Linked DNA regions of Mus musculus: region 1 is linked to region 2. A link is a contact called in public HiChIP or PLAC-seq data. All regions are on one chromosome and are shown on one strand. Each heading gives the region's core, a stretch centred on a gene start, on an enhancer-like site or on the middle of the called end of the contact. The rest is flanking DNA. Distances are from core to core; before and after follow the strand shown. Region 1 holds the start of 1110036E04Rik (RIKEN cDNA 1110036E04 gene). Region 2 overlaps Smad6 (SMAD family member 6).

What was found. HiChIP or PLAC-seq counts read pairs in DNA pulled down with a chosen protein or histone mark.
Region 1: a contact with region 2 is called in an H3K27ac HiChIP or PLAC-seq map of embryonic stem cells, with 11 read pairs. The contact joins the promoter of 1110036E04Rik here to the enhancer-like site in region 2. A contact is called at or near these places in 1 of 484 Hi-C or Micro-C datasets (liver) and 7 of 115 datasets of contacts at active chromatin or transcription factors (bone marrow-derived macrophages, double positive thymocytes, embryonic fibroblasts and 3 more).

What each region holds. Positions count from the first base shown.
Region 1 is chr9:64,047,886-64,051,620 of GRCm38.p6, forward strand. It overlaps 1110036E04Rik (RIKEN cDNA 1110036E04 gene), which reads left to right and starts at 1,944. Exons shown (of 3, transcript NR_040713.1): 1 at 1,944-2,010.
Region 2 is chr9:63,990,954-63,994,703 of GRCm38.p6, forward strand. All of the region lies in intron 3 of Smad6 (SMAD family member 6), which reads right to left. Among named protein-coding and RNA genes, the nearest start is that of Smad6, 29 kb to the right of the region's middle. Within about 2 kb of position 2,013, at least 19 of the 459 cell types and tissues checked have an H3K27ac peak or open chromatin away from gene starts, as enhancers often do. A contact at or near this core is called in embryonic stem cells and liver, where this site is marked.

The sequences.
Region 1 (3,735 bases), core at 694-3,193, 57 kb after region 2:
CACGACGTGATGCTGGGGATTGAACCCAGTGAGGGCTTTACATATGCTGGGTAAGCATTGCACCAGCCAAGCTGTACCCTCTGCCCACACATATACATTTTAAAAATAAGTTGTGGGGTTGTGGGCCAGAGATACAGCTCTGTGGTAAGAGCGCTTGCTACTCTTCCAGAGTAACCAGGTTCAGTTCCTAGCACCTGTGGTGGGTATCTCACAATTATCTGTAACTCCAGCTCTAGGGGATCCAATGCCTTCATCCAACCTCCATGGGCACACTCACAAACATGCAGACACACAGAGAGACACAGATAAATATACAGGAAATAAGTAAATAACGGATCAGATGCAAACAGAGCACACAGTTGAGGATGTGAAGAGCAAGCATCTTTCTAAGCCCTGGGACCCTACTGGCACTTCACCTAACTAGAGGCTGAATCCCCTCAAAGATCCTCCCTTAGGGCAAGATGAGGGGCCTGGGCCCCACAGGAAGCACATGCTCTTTGCACCTTGAAACAAAGCTGCCTGGGGTCACTTAGTCTCTACTTGGCTACCCCCAAATAGCCAAGGTTACTACATGTCTCCCATGTCTCCATGTATCAAAGTCCCCGGCAAGGTCTTCTGCCACATCATCTGAACACTCCTGATCTAATCCGATCCCAGAAGCTAAGTAGAGCCGGGCCTGGCTAGCTTGGATGGGCCACGAAGTCCCTGGGAAGAGCCGCTCTTCCTGGGGAGCTCAGTAAGAGATGTGACCCGGGGAGAAAAGAGGCAGAGTAGACGCAGTGTGAACAGGAACCTGGGCAGCCAAGGAAGTAATGCTTCACAGAGTTTCTCTGCAGAAAGGCCCCATTGGTTGCCTCCATAGCCTTCCTCGGAGCCTTCACAGCTTACATACTGAGTGTTTAAGTGCTTACACACACACACACACACACACACACACACACACACTCACATTGAAATCCCAGTGGGACACTACAGTCTTGATGGTATCTCTCTTAAAGTGAGGAAGAAAAAAAAAAACAAAACAACAACAAAAAGAAAAATGGAGCTTAGAGGATCCCAAGCAGAGAGACTGACATATATAAAGAGCATGGAATGGTTAAGAAATTCCAGGGGACACCTTAGTCTTGGTGGCAGACACTAAACAGGAAGCGGCAGTGTAGGTCGGGCGTAAAAGTCCTGAGCATGAAAGCATGCATCTGGATTTTATGAGAGAGAAGGAGTTTTTGAAGCCGTTTACTGCAGGAGCCAGCTTGTGTTCTGCCTGATCTCTCACTTCCTGTGAGTGCTTAGGTAGGAGATGATACGGGTAGGAGGCAGAAATCCTGGCCTAGAAAGCCAGGACGCAAGGTTTGAGGGCCTGGTTGAAGCTAAGCAGACACTGTATACTGTATTTCTCTTAAATTGGATTATAGTCTCTCTCTTTTTATTCTGAATTAAGCTGTAATGGAATTTTTTTGTTTGTTTTATGTCTTTCCAAGGCTGAGTCTTTTTTTGTTTGTTTGTTGTTTTGTTTTGTTTTTTCTCTGTGTAGCCCTGGCTGTCCTGGAACTCACTCTGTAGACCATGTTGGCCTCAAACTCTGCCTCCCAAGTGCTGGGATTAAAGGCGTGCGCCACCAGTGCTCCGCCCCCAAAGCTGAGTCTTAAGGGAGTGCAGTCTGGCTTCAAACTACACAGCCAACGCTGGCCTTGAACTCACAGTTCTCCACCATACCCAGTGTGGGTAAAAATCAATAAAGCGTGTGAGGCCGGTGACTAAGCCACTACAAAAGAGCAAAGGTAAAAATAATGAGAGCTGTTAATGCAGCTTCACGTGCCCGTTGTACTGTTTTGTAGTATCCGGGGGATTTCCAAGTTCACCCTCAGTTACTCCTCCTAGCAACCCGAGGAGGTGGTGTCTTACTCCCAAACTTCAGGTGAGGGTATGACTACAAAGGAGTTGAGGATCTTCCCCATGACCAGCAGGAAGGGCAGCAGGACTCCAGGGACCTTGCTCTTCACGAGGTAGCAGGTGAGCACAGCCAAAGGCAGAGAAGGCCAGCTTGGACTGGAGTGGGCGTGGCCGGAGTAAAAGGGCCAAACCAAGCGGAGCCAAGACGAGCTTAGACTCAACGGCCCCCAGCTTGAAAAGGAAAGTATCTTCCGTAGAATTGTTCTGCCGGATACAAGCTCCGGGAAGTTTAACTATTTGGTGTTTGCTTCCAAACCAAACCAAACAAACAGAAAACCCCGCGGCGCTGTGGAAAGCGCGGAGGCCAGGTGATCACCCTATTTCCGGCGGGGGAGCCGGATTGGCCCTCCTATGCAGTGCCGGATGCCATGGCAACCAGACACAAGATGACTCTCCAGAACTGGCGCCACCTCCCCTGAGGCCTTGGCCTTGCTGTCCTCCAGGGTGATTGCCTAGTCAGGAGGGGAGAGGAGCAGCCACACCTCTGCCTGCCGGGACTCTGCTCTCTCTGCCTAGTAAAATTCCGGTGCTTCCTAAATCTCACGGGCCATCAAGAGTAGCAGCCCTGAGAAGTTGGGCGAAGGGAAAAAAAAAGCAAAAAACAAAATCCAAAATACGCTCAGGGGCTATCAAGGCACTTTGAATCAAAAACTTGGTGGCGACTCCAGCCGTGTGTAATCAGCAAGCCAGGGGCTTCTCTGTCGCATGCTCTAAATGGCAAGCCTGCTCCACACAGCGATTTCCCTGATTCTGGCCCAAAGTACAACCCTCCTCTTTCTTGAGCTCAGATGTTCTCAATGGGTCCTTATTGAAGCAGAATCAAGCCCCGAGCCTCTCCAACATCCAAGGCATTTCACAACGTTACCTTCTGGGAGACTCTGCCCGTGACTCATCCAGACAGTCACCAGCTTATCTTTCCTGAAACGCGTCCTGTTTCCAGGCTTGTGTTCTTGCTGTTTCATTTGCCTGGAATTTCCAGTCTTTCCTTCTGATTCCCTTTTGACCAAGATTTGAAGTTTCCCTTCCAGGAAATCTTCTTGGAATGCTTCCAGCTTCCTGGAAGTTCCAAGTCTATCCCCTCAGCCCAGGGATGAGCACTGATAGCCGTTGGATTTTGTTATAAGCAAAATTGTGGCATCACCAAGTTCATGTTGACTGACTGGCTGGCATCTAGTACTTCAGAACTGGGCTGTACTTGGAAGTAGGGGCTGTTTAGAAGTTGTTATGGAGGCTGGGGAGGTGGCTCAGTTAGTAGTGTTTGTCTTGCCTGTACCTTGAAACTGAATTTGATCCTCAGAATACATGTAGAAGCAGACATCATCATGGTGGTACACACATGAAACTCCTCCAGTGTCAGAGGCAGAGTCAGGGAGATCCCTGTGGCTCTGTGGCCAGCAGTCCGGACAGTCAGTGAGTTCTTAGCCAGTAAGAGACTCCTGCTTTGGAAAACAAGATGAACAGAGCCCAGGGAATGAAATCCAAGTTTGCCCTCTGGCTTTCACAGGTACACACATGTGCATCCCGAAAACACACACACACAGACAGACAGACACACACACACGGTCATTAAGACAAAATGAGGCCCTTATCATGGACTCCCATTCAAACTGAGTAGTGTCCTTGGACAGGAGGGAGTTTAGATAACCAGAGAAGTTATGGGATGAGTACCCATAGCAAGGATCTCATGGAAGGATAGCAAAAGGCTAGCAAAAGGCTGGCTACCTGCAGCCAGGGAAATAGGCTTCTAAGAAAACCAGCTTCCCTGCCCTTGGGCTTTCAGCCTCT
Region 2 (3,750 bases), core at 763-3,262:
CAATCAAATTGAAGCATGATTGAGGAAAACACCTGACTACCGACCTCCTAGTGTGCTTATATGTGCAAGCACAGCCTCCCTACACCACACAAGAATACACACTTAAAATGCAAAGAGGCAGCGTGTTTATCTGCCAAACCTACACCCAGGACCAGTTACTTCAGAACTCTTTTCCCTTCGGTGGGAGCGGGAGGAGGGAAGCGAAGCGCTGTGGAGTTGCCTTCAGGAGAGAATTTGGTGTTTTGAGCCAGGGTATCCTGTAGCTGAGGCTGGCTTTGAACTCACATCCTCTTGCTTCAACTTCCCAAGAGCTGTTTTTACCAGAGCGAACACCAAGCCCAAAAGAGAATGAGGTTTAGGTGTCCTTCCTGAGTTTATTCCAGTCTCTAGTAGGGAAAGAAGTCATGGCTTCCAGCAATGTCAAAGGTCAAAGAGCAGAGGTCAACAGGCAGGCACTGTGCCATCCACTCTCACTCTAGTCCAGTCCTGAGTCGTGTGGCCGTCATCCTTAGATGAATCAAAAGCTCTGGACAGAGTCCTGACTTCCCACAGTTTTTTGCTCTGGAGAGGCCATGCCAGCATGCACGCTATCCTGCTAGTTAAAGCCCCCATGGCCTTCTGCCTGCACCCTGAGGCAGGAGGATCTACCCTCTACCACACAGTGAGATTGTACCATCAAAAGGCAGCCTGGGTAGTACAGACAATTATGGAAAAATAAAAATACTCCAGGGGCTAGTGAAATGGTTCAGAGGTCAAGGGTATTTGTTTCTCTTGCAGAGGACTAGGGTTCAATTCGCAACATCCCATGGTGGCTCACAACCATCTGTAACTCTAATTCCAGAGGACCATATGCCCTCTTCTGACCTCTGTGAGCACCAGGCGTGCACATGGTACACACACAGGCAGGAAATCACTCATACAAATAAAATTTAATAGTCTAAAAAAAGAAAAACACACCACGCACAGCTGCCAAGCTGGTAACTCAGTGGGTAAGAGCACGTGCCACTGAGCCTGACACCCTGAGTTCCACACCGGAGAAGGAGAGAGTTGACGGCCACAAGTTATCTTCTGATTTCCACCTACATGCCATGGCATGTATATGCACACAAAAATAAATAAATGTAACCTAAAGGCGATCTAAACAGACCAAAGCTTACCAATGATAACCACTTTAGATTTTTAGTCCTGTGGCAGTAGGTATATTAGAAATTGTACAGCTAGCAGCACTGTCTGGGTCCAGATCCCCCTGCCCTGTTAGTAAGTAGTCATACTCCACTTGGCAGGTTTGGAGTTAAAAATTGGGGGGCTGGGAGACAGTCCATCAGCAAAGCACTCGATGTGTCCAAGAGGGAAGATCTAAGGACCCATGTAAAGAGCCCAAGACAGAGGCACACACTTGCATTCCCAGTAATAAGGTGGGACACACAGGCAAGCAGAGACAGGAGGGCACAGGGGGATTCACGGAGCTCTCTAGCCAGCTAGCCTAACTTCCTTGGCAAAGTTCCAGGCCAACCTTACCTAAAACAAAAAGTCGAACCCTGAGGGGTTATCCTCTGACCTCCCCCCCACACATATATGTGCACTCACGGTCCTCTTCCCACATGCAAATACACACATGTGAACACACACACACACACACACACACACACACACAATTGGTTTTGAGTCACAGCTCCTTCAAGTGTTTCCCGGAGTGACTGGTAGGTGAGTGAACCCTTTCTGGGTTTCCGGATCTTCACCTCCAACACTCAGAGGTTCCAACGCAAGTCAGGACTAATAATGGGCTGTCAGTAAATGCTTAGAGCCCATTCTGGCTCTCTCCGAAGGCCTAGCTAGGGCCCTCTCCAGACCTCTTCTCCCTCTCCAAATCCTGTCTGTCAGGTTCCTGGGACTTCTGTGGTAACAAAGAAAGAGACAATTGCCTCCTTCCAGAGGTGGAGCAACGGAGGCCAGTACTAACAGGTTCCAGTGTTTTCCCCAGCCCTGTCCAGAGCCCCATTCCAAACCAAAGAGTTACAAAGGCCTTTAAACCCCACACTCATCACCTCAGGGTGAGGTCAGCCAAAAGCTGCTCTTCCAAGCCCCGGGCTTTGAGATTTTGAAAACAGTCAAACATGAACTGGCCACCTCTGAGTGTCGGCAATCCTGGAAGGGCCCTGAGCCTCCTGGCTGCCAGCACCTATGGCTGCCTCTGGCCTTAGAGCTTCCTTCTGGCCCCACATAGTCCAAAGCTCCTCCCATCAGCCACTCTGCAACCCCAGGCTAAGACTCTGCCAGTTTCTGATCCATGAGAAAAGGAGGAAAATCCCCCCAAAAGGCCTTAGCCATCCTCTAAACCAAATCTGTACCTCAGCAGGCACAGATACTTGCTGCCTCCAAGCCTGACAGCCTGAATTCCATCCCTAGGACCCACATGGTAGAAAGAACAGACTCCCCACACGTTGTCCTCTGACCTCCACACATGCACTGTGGCATGTGCATCCCCACAGGTACACACAAAATAAATACCATTTTTAAATTATATTTCTTCACCTGCAACACGGGATACCTTCTAATGACTAATGGTATTCATCTAAAAATGATTGTGGGGTTTGGTTTTTTTGGTGGGGAGGGGGTGTTGGTAGGCTTTGTTAGGAGACGGGGTCTCATGTAGCCGAGCTGCCTTTGACTTTGCTACATACAGACAGTGATCTCGAACTTCTGATTCCCCTGCCTCCACCACCTAGTTTTGGAATTATATATGTGAACTAACACATCTAGCTTATGCAGTGCTAGGGACTGAATACTGGGCTCTGTGTCTACCAGGCAAGCACTCTACCCACCAGGGGGCATCTCTGGAAAGTATAAAGTATCACTTTACGATAACTCTAGGGTGGCCGTGGCACACACCATTAACCCCAGCACTCAGAAGGCAGAGGTAGGCAAACCTCTAAGTTCGAGGCCAGTCTACTCTACAGAGTAAGTTCCAGGACAGGCAGGGCATCGCAGACAAACATGTCTCAAAAAAGAAAGGAAAGAAGGGAGAGAGGGAAAGGTGAAAGGGGAGGGACAGAATATGGAAGCCCTGTGCACACACTTAGCTGGGACACTGGTGGAAGACGTGGGGAAAGAAGAGTATTCATTAGCTAAGGAGTCAAACGACAGGTCTTCCATATTGATCTTCAGAGTCCAGGCAATCCCAATCCACACCCCCACTGGCCTTCCTGTGGCAGTCAGCAGGCTGATCTAAAACACACAGGCAAATGGGGATAACCTGTGGAAGTCAAAACTACCAGAACAAGGTCGAATAACTCACAATACCTGGTTTCCAAGTTCATCATGAAACACACACAGTGATCAATGCTCGGACATACTGGAACGAGAAAAGATACACACCGAAACATGTAGAAGAGCCCAGAAGGAGAACCTCACATGGGTCATAATCATGAACGTTTTTAAAAGGCAGGGTCTCATGTAGCCCAGGCTAGCCATGAACTCACTATGTAGTCAAAGATGGTTTTGAACTCCTTCCATCTTTACCTCCTCAGTGCTAGGACTCACAGCCCTGTGCCACCACAGCTGGTGGATACAGCACTGCAGGCTGTGTGGCTTCCTGGAGACTAGATAAACACTCTGCTGAGCCACATCTCCAGTCTCATCAATTAGCTTTTTTTTTTTAAGATTTATTTATTTTATGTATATAAGTACACCGTTGCTGTCTTTAGACACACCAGAAGAGGGCGTTGGATTCCATTACAGACAACCGTGTGA